Regions from separate parts of the Zea mays genome. Here region 2 is linked to region 1. Evidence: chromatin contacts called from public Hi-C data. All regions are on one chromosome and are shown on one strand. Each heading gives the region's core, a stretch centred on a gene start, on an enhancer-like site or on the middle of the called end of the contact. The rest is flanking DNA. Distances are from core to core; before and after follow the strand shown. Region 1 holds the start of LOC100273625. Region 2 holds the start of LOC100281336.

Evidence for each region. Hi-C and Micro-C count contacts between places; a contact is called where the count stands out from the background.
Region 2: a contact with region 1 is called in a Hi-C map of endosperm, with 3 times the contacts expected there. The contact joins the promoter of LOC100281336 here to the promoter of LOC100273625 in region 1. A contact is called at or near these places in 6 of 25 Hi-C or Micro-C datasets (ear, endosperm, leaf and 1 more) and 1 of 3 datasets of contacts at active chromatin or transcription factors (leaf).

The regions. Positions count from the first base shown.
Region 1 is chr10:65,335,040-65,339,753 of Zm-B73-REFERENCE-NAM-5.0, forward strand. It overlaps LOC100273625, which reads right to left and starts at 2,251. Exons shown (of 8, transcript NM_001148041.1): 1 at 2,166-2,251; 2 at 1,450-1,736; 3 at 1,120-1,344; 4 at 836-1,027; 5 at 555-665; 6 at 375-450. The coding sequence starts at 1,485.
Region 2 is chr10:65,553,159-65,557,872 of Zm-B73-REFERENCE-NAM-5.0, forward strand. It overlaps LOC100281336, which reads right to left and starts at 1,956. Exons shown (of 4, transcript NM_001353052.1): 1 at 1,702-1,956; 2 at 681-794; 3 at 1-569. The coding sequence starts at 1,793.

The DNA.
Region 1 (4,714 bases), core at 1,001-3,500:
TGAAAAAATACAGCCGCTGATTCTACAAAAGCTCGTGACACAAGGATAGCCCACTGTAATAGTCTTGAGCGTCTGCTAAAACTGCTTATAAGTTCATCCATAGTAGCTAAATAGGTTGGTCCAGGGCAACAATTTTTTGTTGTATTATGACCGTTCAATATTAATCAACTGGTCTAATGGAGAACAACATTATCTTTGCACAATTTTCGCCATTTGAAACTCAAATCTTAGCTTCTTTCTGAAAACACCAAAAACTGATATTTTCTGGAAACTACAATAATATTTATATTTTGATGTAGGTATTATTTTGTGCAAACACCACACACTTTAATTGTTCAATGTCAAGATTTTAAATATTCGATAAAGTCACTAACCTCCATCTCCATTTATAAAACAAAGTAACTCATCCAAAGATCTCTCGTCTTTTTGTTCTTCTTGTGTTTGAACATCCTGAAATAAAGCGAACCTCAAAAATAAACATAAAACTAGAACAAAAAACTGATGAAGTACGATACATCATTGAACACAACACATAGTAAATAAATGAGAAGTACCTTTAGTTTCTGGCGTTCCTGCAGTTCTTTCCGCTTCTTTGCATACAATCGGTTCAATAAACGAATTGTAGGATCATCATTTAAATTTTTTAGTGGCTCCAGTTTCTCTTCCTGGCAAATAGGTGTCAAATGTGTCAACATCTAAAAGGAAATGATTCACTTTATCAAGCTGAGTTTGTGTTAATGAAATCTGTCTTTTTTTAGCTCCAGATGGGGGAATTGTACTCAGGGAGATCAAGAGAACCTTTTCCTATACACGACTATTCAAGTGGTACTCTTACCTCTGTTAAGTCATCTGGTAAATGGAAAATATCTCTAACTTCATCAGGTGTTTTTCCTCCAATGATTCGAGCAAGTGCTCCACAAGTAAGATCAACTAGTGGCCTTAACTGCAGACCAAGGGCTGCAGAAGCCAACTTACACAGTTTTTCTGTGTCTATCCTGACAAACTTTTCATCGAATGACTTCCGCTCCTACAAATGTAGGAAATCCATGATAAGATATGCTCGAACAAATATAGATTCAACAAACAAAACTTTCAAGATGAATATAAAGTGCAGCAAACCTTGTTTGAGCGCCCAGGGACCTGATGAAACCGACAATAATCAAGAATCAAACTCAAACTTGCCGGATTAACTCTTTCCGGTAGAACTATAGCATGATTCTTAGATGACCCTGTCCCATTTTTCATTATTTCCCGACATATCATAGGGCAGAACATGGCAACTTCTTCCTCCACTTGTTGTATGGAGCCATCAAAGCACTGAAGCCAGATATAAGTTTTCAATGCCTGTCAGAGTTCACCAAAAAACTTGATTTAGGCCCAAATGATGCAATGAAGATAAGAACACAACATTTCCTCTCTAATTAACAGAAACAGCAATGGAAAATGTACCTCTGGTTTTATTACTGCTAACTCGCTCTCTGACATGATTGCCCCACACCAGGAAAATAATGATGATAACAGAACCAGATACAGGAGAAAATTACAAAGAATTCCTTTCAGGCATAGAACCACAACTGGGCTCTCCAATGCCCAACAGCAGCTCAGTGAACTTTATCCTCTAGAACATATATGTGCACACCTTGTTTCGCCTTCAGATTGGAGAATGACTTTCTGCCTTCAATGTATAATGAGCTGCAAAATTTCACAGGAACACAAGGTTCACCGTATTTGATAACCTAAAATAAAGGAAGAAGAAGGCAAAGATGCGCAAGTTAAGGGATTTTACCAACTACATAACAAATGTGAAGAAAAATAGGGCAGATAGAATCAGGGGTGGACCTAGTAAAGGAAATGGGTACACCCGATAATTTTTTGCAAAGCAATTGAAGTTAGTAACAAAAATACATGCCTACACACTTGTAATGAGATTCAGATCCGAATACGGATAGGAAATTAGGGTTTGGGCGCAAGGTTTCGCACACAGCAAAAAGAGAAGACCAAGGAGAAGGCATATGGTGGTGCTCGTCGGCGGCGGAGGGGAAAAAGTAGGGAGGCAGCGACGTCCGTCCCAGGCGTCGGTGGGTGGGGGTTGCGCGCACGCTGGGCCGCTAGGGGTGATGGATGAAGACAAGGCAAGGTTGCAGCATACAGCTACAGGTGAGTACCTGCGGGTTGGGAGGAAGCGATTGACGCCGTTGCTAGGCGTACCTGCAGCGGCCGGAGAGACGGGAACGGAGAAACTCCGAGCGATAACAAACGGCGGCGGCGGCGGCGGCGGCGAGGATAGAACGATTTCAGGCTCGGTCGGCAATGGCACGTCCAACGGTCCAACCCAATCGTAACGGCGCGGGGCCATGGGCCTGTGCCAGTGGGCCTGCATCAAGCTGCCGCCAACCCCATGTCCGATTATTTTAACTTTTTTTGTAAAAGAAAACACATACTATTATCGCGTTCGAACTATATGGTAGTGGTAGGTATAACTAAAATAAAAGATAAAACATATAATCAAAGCACACAATATAAATATTTAAACCTAAATACAATAGAGCTACAGATTCTTATTAATAGTTTTATCAAGGTATCATTAAGCGTGCAATCTTCTCTCTAGTCTTCATTAGAGAATTTGGAGCCACTCCCAAAGACCCTACAGAAAGGCTAAACTCCATATCAAATAACTCGTGGATACCTCGGGTCTTCTCCGCGCACAGTGGTGTTTCGATGTGACCTCTCCCAAATACTCTTCACTATCTTCACAATCGAGTTTTTCAACCAAAATGTCGCGTCTCTCCATTATATGGTGGCGGCCACACCACAAATACAGTTGTTACGATCTTGCACTACTATAAACCCCTATGGTGTAACTCATACAATGATGCGTATGGGTAAGAGGTGTTCTAACCTACATCTAACATTAGGCCTAAACCTAGGGCAAACACTATATGTGGTGGTCTAACACTCTAACTGTCGGGGGGTAATAATTAGGGATACCTGAAATATCCCCCGAAGAACGCACTCAGAGAGATAAGAACGAAACCCTCGAGGGGAAACGACTGAGGCCTCTCCCCGAGGATCTCCTGCCTAGGGTGGAACTCCGCCTCGCCCGAGGTCGCCACCGCCCCGACTGTCTTGTTCGAGCCAATCTCAGGCAGATAAGACAGAAGCGCCCGATAACAGGAAGGGAACACCTGCATTTAATGCGCGTACCTACCCAACGATGCGGCAGCAGAGCACAGTGGTTGACAAGACGACAATCACATCTGGACGCAACAACATGATTACGTCTCCGCTACAGTACGCGCACGCCGCCTGCCATCCCCCGATGGGACATCTAATACGACAAGCAGAGCAGACCGGCCCTCGGGCGCATTTCTCCGCCTCGCCCGACGCCGAGTCCAATCCACGGGCGCAATCTCCGCATCGCCCGATGCCGAGTCCGGCCCTCGAGCAATTTCTTCGCCACGCCCGACGTCGAGTTTAGACCTCAAATGAATTCTTCGCCTCGCCCAAGCTCAGCCTCGGCCACCTACTCCTCTACGAATCCCGCGGACGACCACTCCGCCAAAACTGTGGCGCACGTCAAGGGATGGCTCGTCCAACACCTCGGGAAGACTTCCGCCTCGCCCGAGCGGGGCTCCGACCTCGATAAGCGCCACAGGAAATCTCGACGTCATCCCGCGCAAGGACGCTGATGCACCCCGTAAGCAGGCCTTTAGCCTTACCCCGGCGCTATTACAACAACTACATAATGGGCAGCCTCTCCCCTGGGGGCTCGGGTGTACGGATAATCCCTCGGTCTCTGCCTCGGCTCTCAGCGGGAAACCAGTGGACGCAAGTCAACAACACAGTGCACCGCCACGTCGGCTTGCAGGGCGCCAAGACATCTCTCCTTTGAATACAACACCAGGCTTCACTGTGGACGCCCCCTTCATGTATAAATAGGGCAGTAGAGTCCCTCCAAGGGAAGGACAACCAGATAAGGAACACACCGATAAACACTCAGTTCTCCACTCGGTCTACTCGGTCTTAGATATTGGCACTTGCCTCAATCATTTCTAGGGACTTGGGGACTTCCCCTCTCCCGTCGTGTTTGTAACCCCTACTACAGGCACCTCGGTGCGAGTAATATAAGCCTAACCCCCCTTTGTTGGAAGTAGAGCCTTACGTTGCCCGAACCAGGATAAACTACTTGTATCTACTAGCACACCATCTAGAGTCTGGCCACGCGACATTATTTACTAGTTGGTTAGGACCCCTAGTCCGAACGTCGACAGTTGACGCGCCAAGTAGGGGCTTGTCGCGTGAAACACTTTTAGTTCCCGCCAAGACTCTAGATGACAGGTTTCCACCATCCACTCAGGCTTGGGACGGTGATCAGGTTCGGGAGCCTGGAGTTCATGTCACTCGGCATCTAGTATGACACGATACTCCTCTTGTCTATCCCTCTCGAGCGCCCAAGCTCCCATCACCGCCCTTCTCGTCGCAGGAGGTAGAGACGGAGCAACCGAGATCGTGCCACTCATGGCACCCTGTGCTCTATAGGAGCCCCTGGGATGGCTGATGGCATAGACTCCCTCTTGAGGGACCTAGCCCATGCCAGCATTGTGCCCAGAGCGCCACCAGTGGCACCTGCGCCGACTTTCTCTGCGTGCCACCTCCTCCGATGTGGGAAACGCCAGTTCCCCATGCTGTCGAGCGAGTGGTACCAATCACACCA
Region 2 (4,714 bases), core at 706-3,205, 220 kb after region 1:
AGGTGAGGTTCGCCGACACCGTGTTGATGATGCCGTCCATGGTGCTCGCAGCCGCCTTCATTTCTTCGGCGTCCTTGCTGACGACGAAGGCGTCGGCGCCAAGCCGGTCGAGCGCCTCCTGCTTCTTCCCAGGCGACGTGCTGATGACCGTGACCTTGGCCCCGAACGCCTTGGCGAACTTGACGGCGACGTGGCCCAGGCCTCCCAGCCCCATCACGCCGACGTGCTTCCCCGGCACGTTCAGGCCGTGGTACTTCATGGGGCTGTACACTGTGATGCCCGCGCACAGCAGCGGCGCCCCCCGATCCAGCGGCATCGCGTCGGGGAACCGGACCACGAAGCGCTCGTGCACCACCACGCTGCTGGAGTAGCCGCCGTAGGTGACGGTGCCGTCGCGGTCGACGGAGTTGTAGGTGAAGATGACGGCCCGGCAGCTGTTCTCGAAGTCCTCGTCGCAGCTGCCGCACGACTGGCACGAGTTCACCATGCAGCCCACGCCGACGCGGTCCCCGGCCTTGAAGCTGGTCACGTTCTTGCCCACCTCCGTCACCACTCCGGCGATCTCGTGACTGCATGCATGCGATGTGTACGTACGTGTTCAGTGTTCAGAATGACAATAATACGAGATCGAGGTACAGATATATAGGCATATATGCATGGAATTATTAGTGACGACGCACCCAGGGACCATGGGGTACGTGGCGTTGTGCCACTCGTTCTTGATGCTGTGAAGGTCAGAGTGACACATCCCACAGTACAGGATCTTTATCGCTACATCGTCGTCCCCGGTGCTCCTGCATGTGTGTGACAGAAGTGACACATGCTCATAATATATAGTCACGGAATGGTCTATATTCAATTCAAACAAAAGACGATCTACATCATCTTGTCAATTGTCATGTTATCGGCCGATGAATTAACTAGAAAAAACTAAATTATTCTGAAAAGACTGTAGGCACCGGAAAGCCACCATACATTAAATATTATATAAATTTAGTAAAAGGATAAAACGAATTTTAATTTAGAACGAAGGGAGTAAGTAACAAGCGGGTGGACTTCCAAACATGAGATCAATTTCATCCAACGGCGGCCCCTTGTAACAGTTGGCGCATGAAAACACATCTGTTTTCGAATACATATAGTTCAATAGTTTATTTTTAAACTAAAATATAACCAATAAAAAAAGTAGGGAGTGAGTATTGTATGATTCAGAAGGCAAGGTAAGAAGGGACGAAGTCAGCGGTGGGGCGAGCGGGCCTCCAACCCCTCCTAACGCTGCTGAGTCAGCCGCACTAGAGCCTCTTTTAAAATTTTTAGCGTACATATATAATATAGAAATGACTTTTATATTACAGTTGTTTAGTTCAGCTCTTCTTAAAAAAAATTCTGGCTTTGTCCCCGGCGGTAAGGGCATGCCGGCCGGGAGAGGCATGCATGCCGTATACGTTGGCCTGCGCCAATCAGATCAAGCCGAGCGGCTCGCAGTCCGGTCGGCAGGTCGATCGGCGAGGACGGTGGCGACTGGCGAGACCCAGGCCGGGGCGTCCGCGCGCTGGACATTTCGGATGCCTCTCGACCGGCACGGCGCATGCATGCATGGGATCTAGAACGTTCTAGAAGGGCATCATCGCGCGTACGATGGACGTTCCCTATATATATAAATATGCCACAGATGCCGAACAAACAAGGCGGGGCACGCACCTGCGGGTGATGGTGAGCGGCGCGAGGTGGCCGGACGAGTCGTGCGCGGCGAGCGCCACCGCCGCCGCCGTGTGAGTGGGAGTGGGAGCCATCGGGACGGGATCCGATCCGGTGGGAGCGCGGAGCCCTTGTGTCCGTGCAAGGATCTGTATCGCTGGCGGCGGCCGCGCCGAGCGCGCGCCTGGAAAATGGCGAGAGAGGCGAGGCTGCGGATTTCGCTTTGGGGAATCGAATGATTCTACTTCTGGCAGGCACGGAACATTCGGGCAGGGGCCGGACCGCGCTTTATAGCCGCGTGGGAGAGGGAGCCAGTGAGGCTAGGTGGGGCCGGACGTGTCAGTGTGTGGGCCTCGGGGTGCAGTGCAGGGCTCCGTACTTCTGGCGTTCGATTCGATCCCCCGCTCGCGTATCGCATCGCATCGCGTATCGCTTTATAGTCGCAGGCAGCGAGCGAATGAAGGCGGCTTGCAATTCGTGTGCTCTGTTCTAGTGCCTGTGATGCGATGCGCGCGTGACTACTCGTAGTCGTAGCGCGGGTACACTGCGATGTGATTCGTCTGCTCCAGCGCCGGCATCTCGCTCCAGTTCGGGCTCCAGCGTGCCGCTCCCTGCGACCAGCTGTAGCTCTAGGCACCACGCAAGGTACGCCCACCGAAGGCACGACGACAACCAGCAAAGAATCCTCCAATGTAATGTAATCCGGACTTCTCATTTGCATGCAAATACAAATGCTGCTGCCAGCTTGCTGTTCCAATTTGCATGCAAATATGAATATGTCCTTGCAAACTCGCAAATGTTGCTTAGAGCATTGATGTATATATGAATGTTGTTCCAAATATGAATGTTGTTCCAATGTTGCTTAAGGACTTCTCATTTGCAGATGGCACAACCAGAAGAGAGAATGCCTCAACTAGAATTAATTGAGAATGTTCCGATGCCAGAGAACCTAACTGAAGAGCCTGTGAAGAGCCTGAAAAAGAGATTGCAGAAGCAACTGAAGAGAAAGAGGCGAAGAAAAAGAAAATTCTAGTGTTGTGAAGGAAGCAAGGCGCAACTGTTGCAAGATTATTATCGAGCATGAGGCAAAAAGTCAATGATATATATGCATTATTGTAAAGCCCTAAAAAAATTAGTGTAATAAAAAAAATATAAAAATAAATAAATGCATATATTGATATAAAAGTGTTTGGAATTGTGGAGCCTTTGGAGATTTATTAGGTTCTCTTTCTTTGTGCATAATCAATTAATAGGAATTATAAGGGTCAAACAACAAATAAATAAATACAGAAATATTCATCTCATTCTTGTATTATTGCATTTGTATCCAAGTTCGTGAAACCAGCTTGAAAATGAAAAAAGGATTTACTCTTACATTAGAATTATATTTGAAAGCTGAAATCATAAAATTCAAACAGGGTTTTGAATTTGAATTGGATTTTTGAAACTTCAAATAGGAAGCTTGAATTTAATTTGAATTTTAAGCACAAAACTTGATGTGAAATGAGAAATAGAAAAAAAAGGAGACACCCGCTCTTGGGCCACCTCTGCTCCGCGATAGCCAAAGTCCCTGCCTCGGCCCAACACGGCTTCTCCCTCTCGCGCCCACGTTCTCCACATCCCGCACCGGCCCAATAGCCTGGCCGCTTCTCTTTGGGTCTGTGACGCGTGGACCCAGCATGTCAGTCGGTTGACTCTGTGTACCAGCTGAGACCGCATCGTGTCCGCTGTCGCTGCCGCATGGGGCCCGCGGTCAGGGAGGTCTTCCACCTGGTCCTTGCATTATCCACGGCGCTGGCTTCAAACAGTATGGCGAAAACTTCGCCCGGAGCTGTCCTCCACCGAGTTCATCGCAAGTCCGCAACAGACCACCTCCAATCCCGCGCTGATCTCGGAGTCGGGCCGACCATTGGCGTACCATCCCTGGCTATAAAACCATGCCGTGAACCCTGTTTTCCCCACCATCAGGAACGGAATAGAGAGAGGACGGAGTGTCGCCGCGCTTGGATCTAGTCTCCACCGCCGGTTCGGCCTCGGGAACTCGACCAGGGTGGAGCGCGGTGCGCATGGAAGATGTTGTGGGCACCCTTCAAGCATATGGTGCTGGGGGTAAGTCGCAATTTCTCGTCGGTGTACCACACCGCCCCAAAATCCACACTTCGCCGCGGCCAAGGCTTATGACTGGATGATTCATAGTCTGCCACCCAACCGCTAGTTCACAAGGTTGCCCGCTCCCTATTTCCCTAATCGGTTTCGAGTTTGGAGACTTTATGCTCGGGATTGACATTGTAGGTCATGGCGCCGCCGCACTGGCGCTGTGCGCCGCCGTGTTGACAGCCAGGGAAAGAAGATGGTGCTGCCACCATCGATCTGTTTGTGGACGGCTAGATCTGTGAGTCAGGTACCGCTTCGGCCGGGCGCGTTTCGGGGCGTTGATATCCCATCGGACGATATGCGTGTATCACACGTCTCATTAATCGTGCGCCGTGGGATCTGGATCCTGTGGCCGTAAACGCGTACCGGTTCACCCAAAGGAGTAGATCTAATCGGGGCCATAGATTGATGATCGGGTAGATGGGATTCCTCGATACCCCCTTCAGCCCCTGTGTTTTACCAAAGAGACCCTGTCTTTTTCCCGATTCAACCCGCGGTCCATACAAGTTCAAAAACCCATTCAGATCAGTCCTGGCATTTACAGAGCGCACCCCGATCTTTCAGTAATTAGTAGCCGCAGCCCAAGAATTAATAAAATAGGTAAAGTTAATAAAGAAAATTGGTTTTTAGTATCCAAATAAATCTAAAACTTGTTTAATTCATATTTAATTCGTTTTAACTCTGATTTGACCCGTTCAAGTTGCTATAGTTTTGTGATAAAATTATCTACGCAGTAGTAGCATTCATTGAGTCATATCACACACTTTTATAATTAGAATTTTGTTTACCCTTTTGAGCAGCAGAATTATTTTACTAACCAAGGTTGATATATCTATAACTATGATTTTATTATGATGTGATT